Regions from separate parts of the Gossypium hirsutum genome. Here region 1 is linked to region 2. A link is a contact called in public Hi-C data. All regions are on one chromosome and are shown on one strand. Each heading gives the region's core, a stretch centred on a gene start, on an enhancer-like site or on the middle of the called end of the contact. The rest is flanking DNA. Distances are from core to core; before and after follow the strand shown.

Region 1 (5,270 bases), core at 950-3,449, 33 kb before region 2:
CCTCATTGTCCACCCTTTCAGTAAAAGCAATATATTAAAGTATAAATCCAAATCATGTAAACTCATCCAGTTTGAAAGCTATAAAATTAACACCACAAAGTTTAAGCCAAAAGTTTCCACACCAAGATCGTCAAAAGTGTGCCCAACAAAGGGACATTATTAATAAGCATCAAATCCTGGCCTGACTTTATGGCAAATTCAGAATAGAAAATTTTAGCAAACTAACAAGTAATGAGCCGAGAAGGTATCCTTGTACCTGATTTCTGAATATGATCTCCTGATCGAGCATCGTCAGTTTGAAAATATCTTTAAGTGAATCAGTGTATCGTTGCACTGAATTCAAATCAAAATCTCCCAGCATCAACATCTTTTCCTCAGAAGAATGAAACAAATACCTCAATTGATATCAGATCTTGCATCCTCGAATAAATGAGTCTTGAAAAGATGTTTCACATGTTCCTTTGCTCTCCATTTCTGCACACAGTTGTCACATAGAAACCACGGTGATAAGATAATGACTACCACTAGTAATCAATAAGGTTGCCATAATGACTACCACTAGTAATCAATAAGGTTGCCATTCAGGGAAAATGATAATAGCCAATAAGGCAGCCAATCTTGGAAAGACAACGGTCTTTCCGTGTGAGAAACACGTCTAGAAAAAATCATGTTTAAGAATTATCAGATGAAATTTGAAAACATTCCATCAATTTCATTATAAAAACATAGAATTTAACCTTGCCTTGTCCATTCAAACAACATATTTAAACCGAAACGCCAACTGATTATAGTCATTGCAAGATTTTAGCCATAATTCTAACTACTGCTATACTTTGCTATAGAACAGTTTAACCTTATTAATATTTCCAACTACACAAATTTGTTTGGTCAATATGAGGTGTAATTGGCAAATTTAGAATTATTACTAAAGAAGAAAACCAAAGTAGCCAATAGCAAGGACTCTGAAGAAATGGCGAAAATATCTATGTTATAAATGGAAGAATTACTGACTAACATCAGCATCATACATCAATGCATTTTCTTAGCTGTTTCCCACTGAAACAGTGCTATTTGTAGGATATTATGACACAATGGCATCCTTCAGAATTACAGATTTAATTCATATATAAACGTTGAAATAGCGTATTTCTAAAAGATAACTTAAAGGCTCAACTAAGCTTCATCCATAAGAAACTTTTCCCTATGATCCAACAATTACCAGCTGAGGAGAAAATTAGGTGGCTGAAACACACAGCGCCAGGAGAACATTGAAGTCACTTCTCACGATCACATACAACAATCTTATGAAACAAGCATGGACAAGTATGTGATTAAAAATAGATGCGGGTCTGTAGATATTTACCATAAAAAGGTCTCTCTTTTTTTTTTGCTTCCATTCAGACATAACTAATGTAGTGACTAGTCCATTGTTGAAACATGCAGATGAATCTGGGTAAAATTTTAACCTATAAAACAAGCCATTGAAGCCACATTCTGCTTATATTTATACGCCTTTTAGAAAAAGAACAAGAAACTTGATTATGATTACCTCGAAACGGAATCTACCGAGAGGAACAGAACTTGATGTTAAATCCTAATAATTGGTGATTATATCAACGCTTAGTAAAACAAAAAGCCAACCTCATAAAAAGCAAAGACATGAAGCATTAAAGAAAGAAACAGAAAAACTAACAAGACATGAACACATAAACAATAAAGAGAAAAAAGCTTAAAATATGACCACGAAATCCCAGAAATATAGAGGGAGAAAGAACTCACCAGGAGACAAATAATCCACAAAAATAAATTTAAAAACATTCCGCCATGAGATAAAGAAAACCCTCTACTTTCCACTTTGTGGTTCTTCCCAGAAACAAGTGACCCAACTGTATTAACCAGATCACAATAAAGATGTTAAAAGAAAAAAAAAACAATTCCCAAGAATCTCAACTACTAAAAACTCAATGCAGTTAGACGAAAGAGATGATATGTTAAAAAAAAAAAAGAAATGAAAAGGAATCAGATCACGGGTTTGGGACCAAATAGAAAGAAACTAAAAGAGAAAGAAAGGAAAAGAAAATTGAAAGAGGGAGGAGAGAAGATAAAAAAAAATTCTCATTTTCTTTTTATATTTGAGAAGAGATTGTTGCAGCACATCATTGTTTCTTTTTATGCTGCTATTTATATTCACTTTCTGTCTCTTTCTCTCTCACACATATTATATAATCTTTGGGACTCCACTGGGTTTCTTTTCTTTTTAGGGTTTTGACAATGTTTACTTTTTTGTTTATCTTACAAAGATTAGTTCAAATTTTAATTAAACTCATTTTTCTAATATTAAATACAAATTTAGTATTCAATTAGGAAAGGAAATGTAATACTAATTAAATATATTAAACTATACTTATAAACATTTGCTAGCTGCTACTAGTATTATTATTTGTAAATAACACTATTACGAATATATGTTCAATAAATTATAATTTAAAATTCAATCAATAGATGAAAGCTCCGGGATGGTAAATTGTAATTAAATTGATTTTTATTTTATTTTACGTTTTTATCCCTCCATTAATAGTTGCTTGTTTTAAAGTATAAACCATTTAATTTTGTAACCCCAGTTGGTCCACCGCCAGTGCCCATCCTTATTCCGAGATGCCCGATTTATATTATTCAGTTGAAATAGAAAACTTGGAAATTAATTCAGTCATTAATGTGGTAATTAAAGAATATTTATGACTTACCTTTTACTTGCATATGAACAAGTTGGTTAGACATGAATGCATACGATTTGTACTTGAAAGTGAGAGGTTAAGAGGGGACATTATATTATAATAATATTATCGGTGGGACCATGCATTTCTTTACCCATCTTATTATAAAATTTAATAATCATTTTTTTAATTTTAAATACAATCCATATATTAAAAATGATTGAAAACATTATTAATTTAAAATGTGCTCTTCATTTACTTTTAAATTAATCATTATTATTACCTTAAGTGAACACTCCGATTTCTACAAAAAAAAATTTTAATAAATTTATCTCAAATATTTATTTATTTTGTATTTCTGTAAAAGTTTATCAGAATTCCATTCAAAAAGTTAATCAGAATTAGAGGTATATAATAAGGAATAATACAAAAATTTAATCATAAATTTTATTTGAGTGAAGGCTTTTTTGAGAAATGCGAAAACGGTCGGGGTGGAAGGATTTTTTTATTATTATATAACTATGAGGATAAACAGAAACCAACGATCAAATACAGCTAACGTACATCCATGCAGCAAGTTGCTTCAAATGGTAAGTCCAAACGCAGTAGCAGCGCGTATGATTACCCTTATTGACCCGACCCGGGTAGAATAGTGGAGCGAGGAGGTTTCCGGGTCAGAATGCAGTGTGGATGGGTTTGAAGGATTTGGGGGGAGGCAAAGTGATGAAAGTCTGAATTTTGGAGAAAGGGGAAATGGAAAAAGACAAGTCTTTTTCAATAACGAAAATAACGATACTCGCAACTATGATAATTTTTATAATATTATTATTTATTTAGGGTAAACTATTAAAATAATTATTTTTATTTGTATCAAGTTATATTTTAGTAACATATATTTGAAGTATCATATTTTTATTATTTATAATATTATTTTGTTACGAAATGGTTAGTCTATCTTTAAGGTATGTTACCTCTCAAATGACAATCTGACTTGATAGTTAAAATGACTTTTAAATGCCAACATAGATGTCTAGGCAAATAAATTAATTAATTTTTAATTAAATAAATTGAATTAATTGAATTTTCTAAATTAATTAAAGGAAGATGTTAATTTGATAATCAAAACTAATGCATCATATTATTCTTTGAAATAAAAAAAAAACTTCGGTCTCATTTTTTTTAAAATTTTTGTTTCCATTTTAAATTATTTGATTTTTTATTCAAAATGAAAGAATAAAAGATCGACTCAATAGAAGGTTCAGTCATGAATAACAGTAGGTAATGAGTTTTTTTGTTCTTTACATGGGCTTTGAGTTCATATATTATGTATTTTTTTTTGTAAAAAGGTGGTCCATTTTTTATATTTTTCTATATTGTGACAGACAAAAAGGACACACTTCATATTTGTTTATTTGTATATTGTGGGCAACCACAATTGTAATTAAGTATAGAGGTTGATGTGTCAATTTATTCATCTTCTTTGTCGTTTTGCTATTCTTTTCTCTAATTGTTACAAAAAGAATCCAATTGTTACTTCTTTTTAAATTGGAGAAAATTGAGTTTTAAGACTAAATTTTGTATTCTATTTCCATAAAAAAAAATTTAACTTTTTTCATCCCAACTGGACATCCATGCTGGCATTTAAAATTAAATTTAATTGTCACATTGAACTGTCATTTGGGAAGTAACAGATCTTAAGGACAGAGTAACCATTTCATAACAAAACGATAATGCGGGTAACTAGAACATAACATTTTAAATATAAGTAATTAAAATATAACTTAAGCTAAATAAAAGTGACTATGTTAAAAATTTATCCTATTTGTTTATGAAAATGAACAAAAATTGATGATAATATTTACGAATAGGATGCTGTCCTTGTCTGGAGTAGACATTACAATGTCTACCGGGACTGCATTGCACTGCCGGAATTTATTGGGAAAATGTTGAACCGTGTTAAATGTAATTTTCGTTTTCCTTTGGTTAAAACCAAAAATTCATTAGGTAGGAATATTCCTGTACTTTATTTTTCTTTCTTCTATTTTTGGACATGAAGATGATCATGGTTTAGCTGTTAGTTTTTGGTTAACTTCAGATCAATGCCTAACATGGTTAAATAGCTTTTGCATAATTGTGTATTTTTAACCTTTTTAAGTTCGGCGCTGGAGTTGGTAATTGATGGCTTGTTGTCACAGTGTTTTAAAACACAATGACGTGGTATTAAATGGTGGTGGGTTGGGATAAAGTACCGGAATTAAGTATCATTTACTTCATTTTATCCTTCAATCACAATATTGGAATCAGATTATGATTTTATGAGATTTGAGCATATTTCATAATTAATTGTTTATTTTATCAAATAGTGTTTATTAAATACTGTTACCCGCTATTAATACCCTAATTTTGGACAACAAAAAATTCAATTGCTGGTGTTTGCTACTTCGATAGGTGGAGTGTGGACAGATTTGGCAAGGATGGGAGGAAGTACATAACTTTGTTCATGCCAGACCAGAACACAATCAAAGCAGCTGTCAAATGAAAAAGAACGCCAAAAAT
Region 2 (5,789 bases), core at 1,400-3,899:
GTGAGTTAATATTGAATGTGGAAGGAAAGTTGTTCATGAATTATTCAAGTGATAAAGTGTTGAAAATAAAGTGTTAAGTGTAAATTCCCGGTTGAACTTAGGAATAGAATTGGATACAAGTGACATGTCACTAGAGACCAGTGTTACAGTGTTACAGTGAGTCCCGGGTGCTGGGTGATCTAGCATGTGTTGCAGACACCTGACAGCTTGTGTGAGCAGACCCGTGGACATTTCCAGTGTTATTGATCAGTGGTAGCTTCGGCTACATTTCAGTGGTAGCTTTGGCTACATCCAGTGGTAGCTTCGGCTACATATCAGTGTGGCACTTATGTGCTAAATCTCTACGTATCCGTGTATATTCCAAGTGTTCAACGGGATTAATAATGAATTAAAAGTGTTAATTATTAATTGAGTAATTATTGTTTACATGTAACTTACTAAGCTATTTATAGCTTACACATCTCTTTCTTTCCTTTGTTTTATAGTGATTTGAACTTGATCGAATAGTGGACCGTCGGAGCTCGTATCACACTATCATAACCATCTCGGTATTATGTGCTTTTCAAAATGTTTAAACTATGGCATGTATAGGGTCTTAATCATTTTGAGCATGTCCAAATGATATGGCTAATGTTAGCTATTGAAGTAGTTATTAAAGAATATGTTTTGGAGTTATGTACGTTTAAATGGTAACTAATTCAAAGAAGCAGTTTCTTTGACAGCAGCAGTGACGTGAATGTGAAAAATCACCATAAATAGTAGAAATGGAATTAGAGGGTGAATGATATATAGAATTAAAGCTTATCAAGTCTATTTTTACATGAAAGAAACGGTGTAGGCAAAGGAATTTTATATTTTGAGATATTTAAATTTTAGTGAGACAGGGTCAGAATGGTTTTTGAAGTCCCCTGTTCTAACTTTAGAAAATCATTATAAATTGTACAGAAATAATTATAGGTCATAATTTATATGTTTAGATTCCTTAGTGAGTCTATTTTCAAAATAAATTAATGGTAACCTTATATGAATTCTGTACAATTAGATATTTGATTTTTAGCACTAAGAGGTCAGATCTGTCGAGCTGTGAAACAGGGGATACTTTAATGAATAAACTGTACTAATGTGCTAAGTCAAAAATTCTGAAACTTTTATGGTAAGTAGGAATATGAGTCTAGTTTCACGGCAAATTTACGGATTTAAATTTTGAGTTTCGTAACTCAAGTTATAATTAAATTAGTGACAGTTGCGCAGGTGGACAGTGTTGTTATGAACAGTGAATTTAATTTTAAAAGCAAATTTTTATGCTCCGAATCGGTAAGTTAAATTGGATGACATCTCGTACTCGATTCCGGAGACGGTCTCGGGTAAGGGGTGTTACACTATATCTATTTATAGGCTTGTAAAACCATATTCTAATAGAAGTGTAGTAAGATTGAAACACCTTATTCTAATCAATATCAAATAGATGGAGTTTAATAATGTTTAAAAAACCTTATTCTAAATAAAATAAAAGAAGTGTAGTTCTATATGGATTTTACTTTTTATTTTATTTTATCACTATATTTTATTTAAAAAAGGATTTGGGTCACTTAATTCTAACATAGTGAAATCTTAGTTTTGATTTATAAGTTTGATCATCGATACAAAGATAAAATTCATTATTCTTCAATAAATTAGTTATAGTTGTTGACATCGCACCTAACAACCAATCTCTTCTTACCTCCCTCAATAATCAAGAGGAAGCTTGTTAACATTATTTATCTTATTAACTAACAACCTTATAATGAAGCGCCTAAAATTTAATTTATTAATAGCATAAAAAGCTAGAAAAAACCAATTTTAGCAAACAAAAACATACAAATTAAATTCTTTGAGACTCGATTACATATTCATGTAACAAAGAATTGCATAATTCATCATACAGAATCATGCTCTTATTAAAATAATTAAACAATTATAGATTTAAAATATTAATTGACAAGACAGATGTTATAAAATATCAAATATTCTAAACTAATAGCAAATGCCGTTGGGTTTAGTTCTGATCTTAAAACTATGTATTTATATGGTAAATTCTGCATAAAGGAAAAAAAAAATGCCCTTAAGAACTAAACCAATTTTCTTGACATATTTCAAGTGCAAACTTACAAGCCATTATTGAGAATTTTGTTGATGTTTTTAGGCTTTTTTAAGTGTCAAAATAGTTTCGTTAGACCTTTTAATTCCTTTAAAAGAATTTGACAAATTATGGCAATACGAGTAACGCATCCATTGAAGTGGAAAAGTGAAGGCAGGCCATACAAGTGAGCAACTTGAGGTTTTGGGGCAGGCCTAGCTTCGGGTTCTGCATGGGGATGAAAGTGTAGAAAAGAATAGAATATTATTATGAAGAGCAGCTGTCGAGCTCGTTCTTCTCAATCCAAAAGCTTGCCAATAATGGGTGTGTGCACTTGCATAATCTTCATCAGCTCCAATTTGTTTGATCCAAATTCATTAAATTTTTGTTGTTAACCATGCTTTGCTAAAACTAAATGTTTTATGAGGATAAATGATATACAAAAAAACACCATATTCTAAGATGTTAGCAAGCTTATCTTTGATTGCAGGGATCCAGCATCCTTCTTGGACCTTTTGGCCCACAATTCTTCAAAGAAAACTGGTGCAGTGATATGAAACGAACATTGGTCAATTCCAAGAGCTTTGGACCAATGTTGAGCAGCCCACTCTTTAAGGGTTGGATTATCAAAATGAGGATCACAAGGATCTAAAATACGACATAACTGCGGTTGGTGCCTTGATCTTGACGGTCGAGTATGGTTTTCAGGTAATATATATAATGTCTGCAACAAATACAGGACATTAACTTTGTTGAGCACCAAACCAACATTATCGTCAACAACACTTAGTTTATTTCCTCAAACGGCCCTGCCGCATCATGTGCATGTGCAATTATATGTTCTATCTCTCCACCATAATTTACTTGCCTCTATTTATTTATTACTACTTTGAGGATTTGTTTAATGATCACCAACTGAAAGGGAACAAACTTCTAGACATATTATACTAATCACACTTGTCTTAATAATTAATCAAACTGCGTTTTTCAGGTAACAGAGCAACATCAGTTTTTCTGGAAGTGGATTAGGTTCAGATCAGTTTTATTAATTCCACTTGATATTCTCTTCTTAATCTTTATCCAAAACCAAAACAATCATTTTAAAAGTACATTTAACAGATATTCAAATCCGTATATGCCAATTACGCTGTTTCCACCGATTGAATCCTCCTAAATCTCCTCATTGGCTATATATGCGTGTAATTCACCATAGAATCCCAGGATTATATGTCACCATCTTCCTTTCTCTTTGTCGTGAATCTCTTGCATTAATCTCAAGGATTGTCTTTAATTATGACGAGTTGATGGGTGGATAGAGAACAGAAAAAGCCCTTTGAGAGTAGGCAAAGGACAGCAAAGTGAGTTCCAACTCATTAAAACCATAGAATATATTTGAATGAATGAATCATAACGATGTCAATAATGTGCAGTGAAAACATCAACAGGTTCAACTTGGCTCTGAGCACAACACCTGAGCCAGGGAGTTATTGATTTTAAAAATTAACTTGGTGATCAATTGTTAGAATATCATTCTCAATAAATCTAAACCAGTCCAGACAGAGGCTGATATATGTTTTCCTTTAAATAAGTTATCCTTTTAGGCCCAATTGGTCACCTTCGTGTACATGATCACACCCAAAACAAAAGACACAGTCATTAAATGCTTGATAGAGGAGGTCCATGTCTTCCCTTTTATTAACTTATCCCTTCAAACCAAGTCTTGATCTTGACCTTTTTACCTCTCTCAATCACGCACGCTTGATTATAATTATATTGCAAAGTTGGGTGGTGAAAAAGTATAGTATTTTTAGTGCTGACTAGATAGTTTTCTCAAAATTTTCATGATTTGGAAGTGAACTAACAATCACAAAAGAAAAAAACCCATAGTTCTGGAATGATTAGGACTTGCGAACTACTTTTTTAACATAATATGCTTCACATGATGAGTTTAAAAATTGGGGGTAATAAATAATAATAATAGACACTCAATGGTCAACATGAACAGAAATTGAGTATTTATTTTGGATAGCGATGGCCCTATAAGTTTATTTCTAGGATAGCCTGTTTGAGCAATCTTCCAGCTTGAAAAATGTCACCGCAAATAATTACACAATACTTTATGAAATGTGGTAGTTAATGGAATCTAATTAAACAATTAACCTATTGGATCTCATCTTATTATTCTTAATTTTTTTAAATCTCAACAAAATTTGCTCTATACCAAAATTGAATTTCTTTATCTAATTAGATTAATAAATTTAAGTTAGAAATGATTGAAAGAATAATAATAAACATAAAGATCGGAAAAAGAGTAAAAATAGGTGTGGGTATAGAAATTGTTTACCCAATTCTAAAGTATTTCTAGTCCTATTCGGTCTTATCAATTTGCAGTAAAATATGTGGTTTAAACGTATTTCACTCATCAAGTTAGAACCTTCACTTTTATATATCAATCTAAGATCACTTTATTCTACCAAGACTTCTACTTGAAAACATGATACTAACAACGAACAAAGAAGTGTTATTACTCAATAACTAAGCGAGGCTTCTTTAATTAGGTATTATAGGCTTACAACCTTTTAATCAATGAAAACGTATATTTCCTTGAAATGTGTTTGAATAAGTCTTATACATTGAAATCAAATCATTGGAGATCTTCAAGTGTTAGACTTTAATAAAAATCAAATCTCTTCATTTATTGAAACACAATCACATGTAAAGTTTCCGTATAATCTTTTTGCGTGATACTCATCGTGGATCAATTCATATAATTACTACTCAAAATTCTTAAAGGATGTAAGAATTAAACCTAGATATTTCAATAAAAAAATTGTTAAATTGCATAATCGATCTGTTGCAAAGTGAGTTGCAACTGATAATAGAACATGCAACTAATGTAAATAAATTTATTACATTAAAATAAATAAAAAAATCAAAATTACGAACTTGCTAGACATGTAATCACATGAAGCTAGTTAAATTTGAGATAAGTTTGTTACCAATTTAGAGATTTCTGGAATCTCCTATGACAATAAACGAAACAGGTCAGAGTGCATAGGAAAACTTGTAATTAAAAGCAATAGGTGACCGACAGCATGGTGTTCCATTAATTGACTGAAAATTTGTTTGATACCAAAGCTAGGAAGTAGCTGTCAGTTTGCTTATGTTGTCTTTCATGCAACTCCGCATTAAACTGATGCTGAAGAAAAATTGAAATGACAGAAAAGGGAAAAAGGCTTCTAGGGTTCAATTTCGAACTGTATCGATGCCGCATATATACGTCTAATTTATTTAGGTGGTAACTGATGGAAAGGGGACCTTTTGTTTCCCCTTGTCCTTTTGTTTTCTTTTGACAATGGTGTCCAAGGGTTTGGTCTGGGACAATAACCAGCTTTTGATGGACCACCTTTTGCATGAGACGCACCATGTCCCATGCTTTTGGTCCTATCGTACTCACTGCTTCATTACTGTCGAAACGTTTTCAAGAATACTGGCTCGATTTGATATTAGGTTTCTTTTTTCTTTACATTTAGATGCTGTTGAAATGTCTTTGTTACTGTAAAATTATTGACCATTTATTAAATAAAATAAACTTAATTATCACCTTTCCATTACAGCAAAAAGAAGATTGTGGAAAAGAAATGTTTGGATTTAAACCCACAAATTTACTACA

Evidence for each region. Hi-C and Micro-C count contacts between places; a contact is called where the count stands out from the background.
Region 1: a Hi-C map of leaf shows a contact between it and region 2, with 2.3 times the contacts expected there. The contact joins the promoter of LOC107886095 here to the enhancer-like site in region 2. A contact is called at or near these places in 8 of 34 Hi-C or Micro-C datasets (callus, hypocotyl, leaf and 1 more).

The regions. Positions count from the first base shown.
Region 1 is chrA12:103,852,221-103,857,490 of Gossypium_hirsutum_v2.1, reverse strand. LOC107886095 reads right to left here and starts at 2,199. Exons shown (of 6, transcript XM_041083502.1): 1 at 1,780-2,199; 2 at 257-474. The coding sequence starts at 367.
Region 2 is chrA12:103,818,796-103,824,584 of Gossypium_hirsutum_v2.1, reverse strand. No RefSeq gene overlaps it. Among protein-coding and RNA genes, the nearest start is that of LOC107888015, 10 kb to the right of the region's middle. Within about 2 kb of position 2,649, at least 5 of the 9 cell types and tissues checked have an H3K27ac peak or open chromatin away from gene starts, as enhancers often do. A contact at or near this core is called in hypocotyl and leaf, where this site is marked.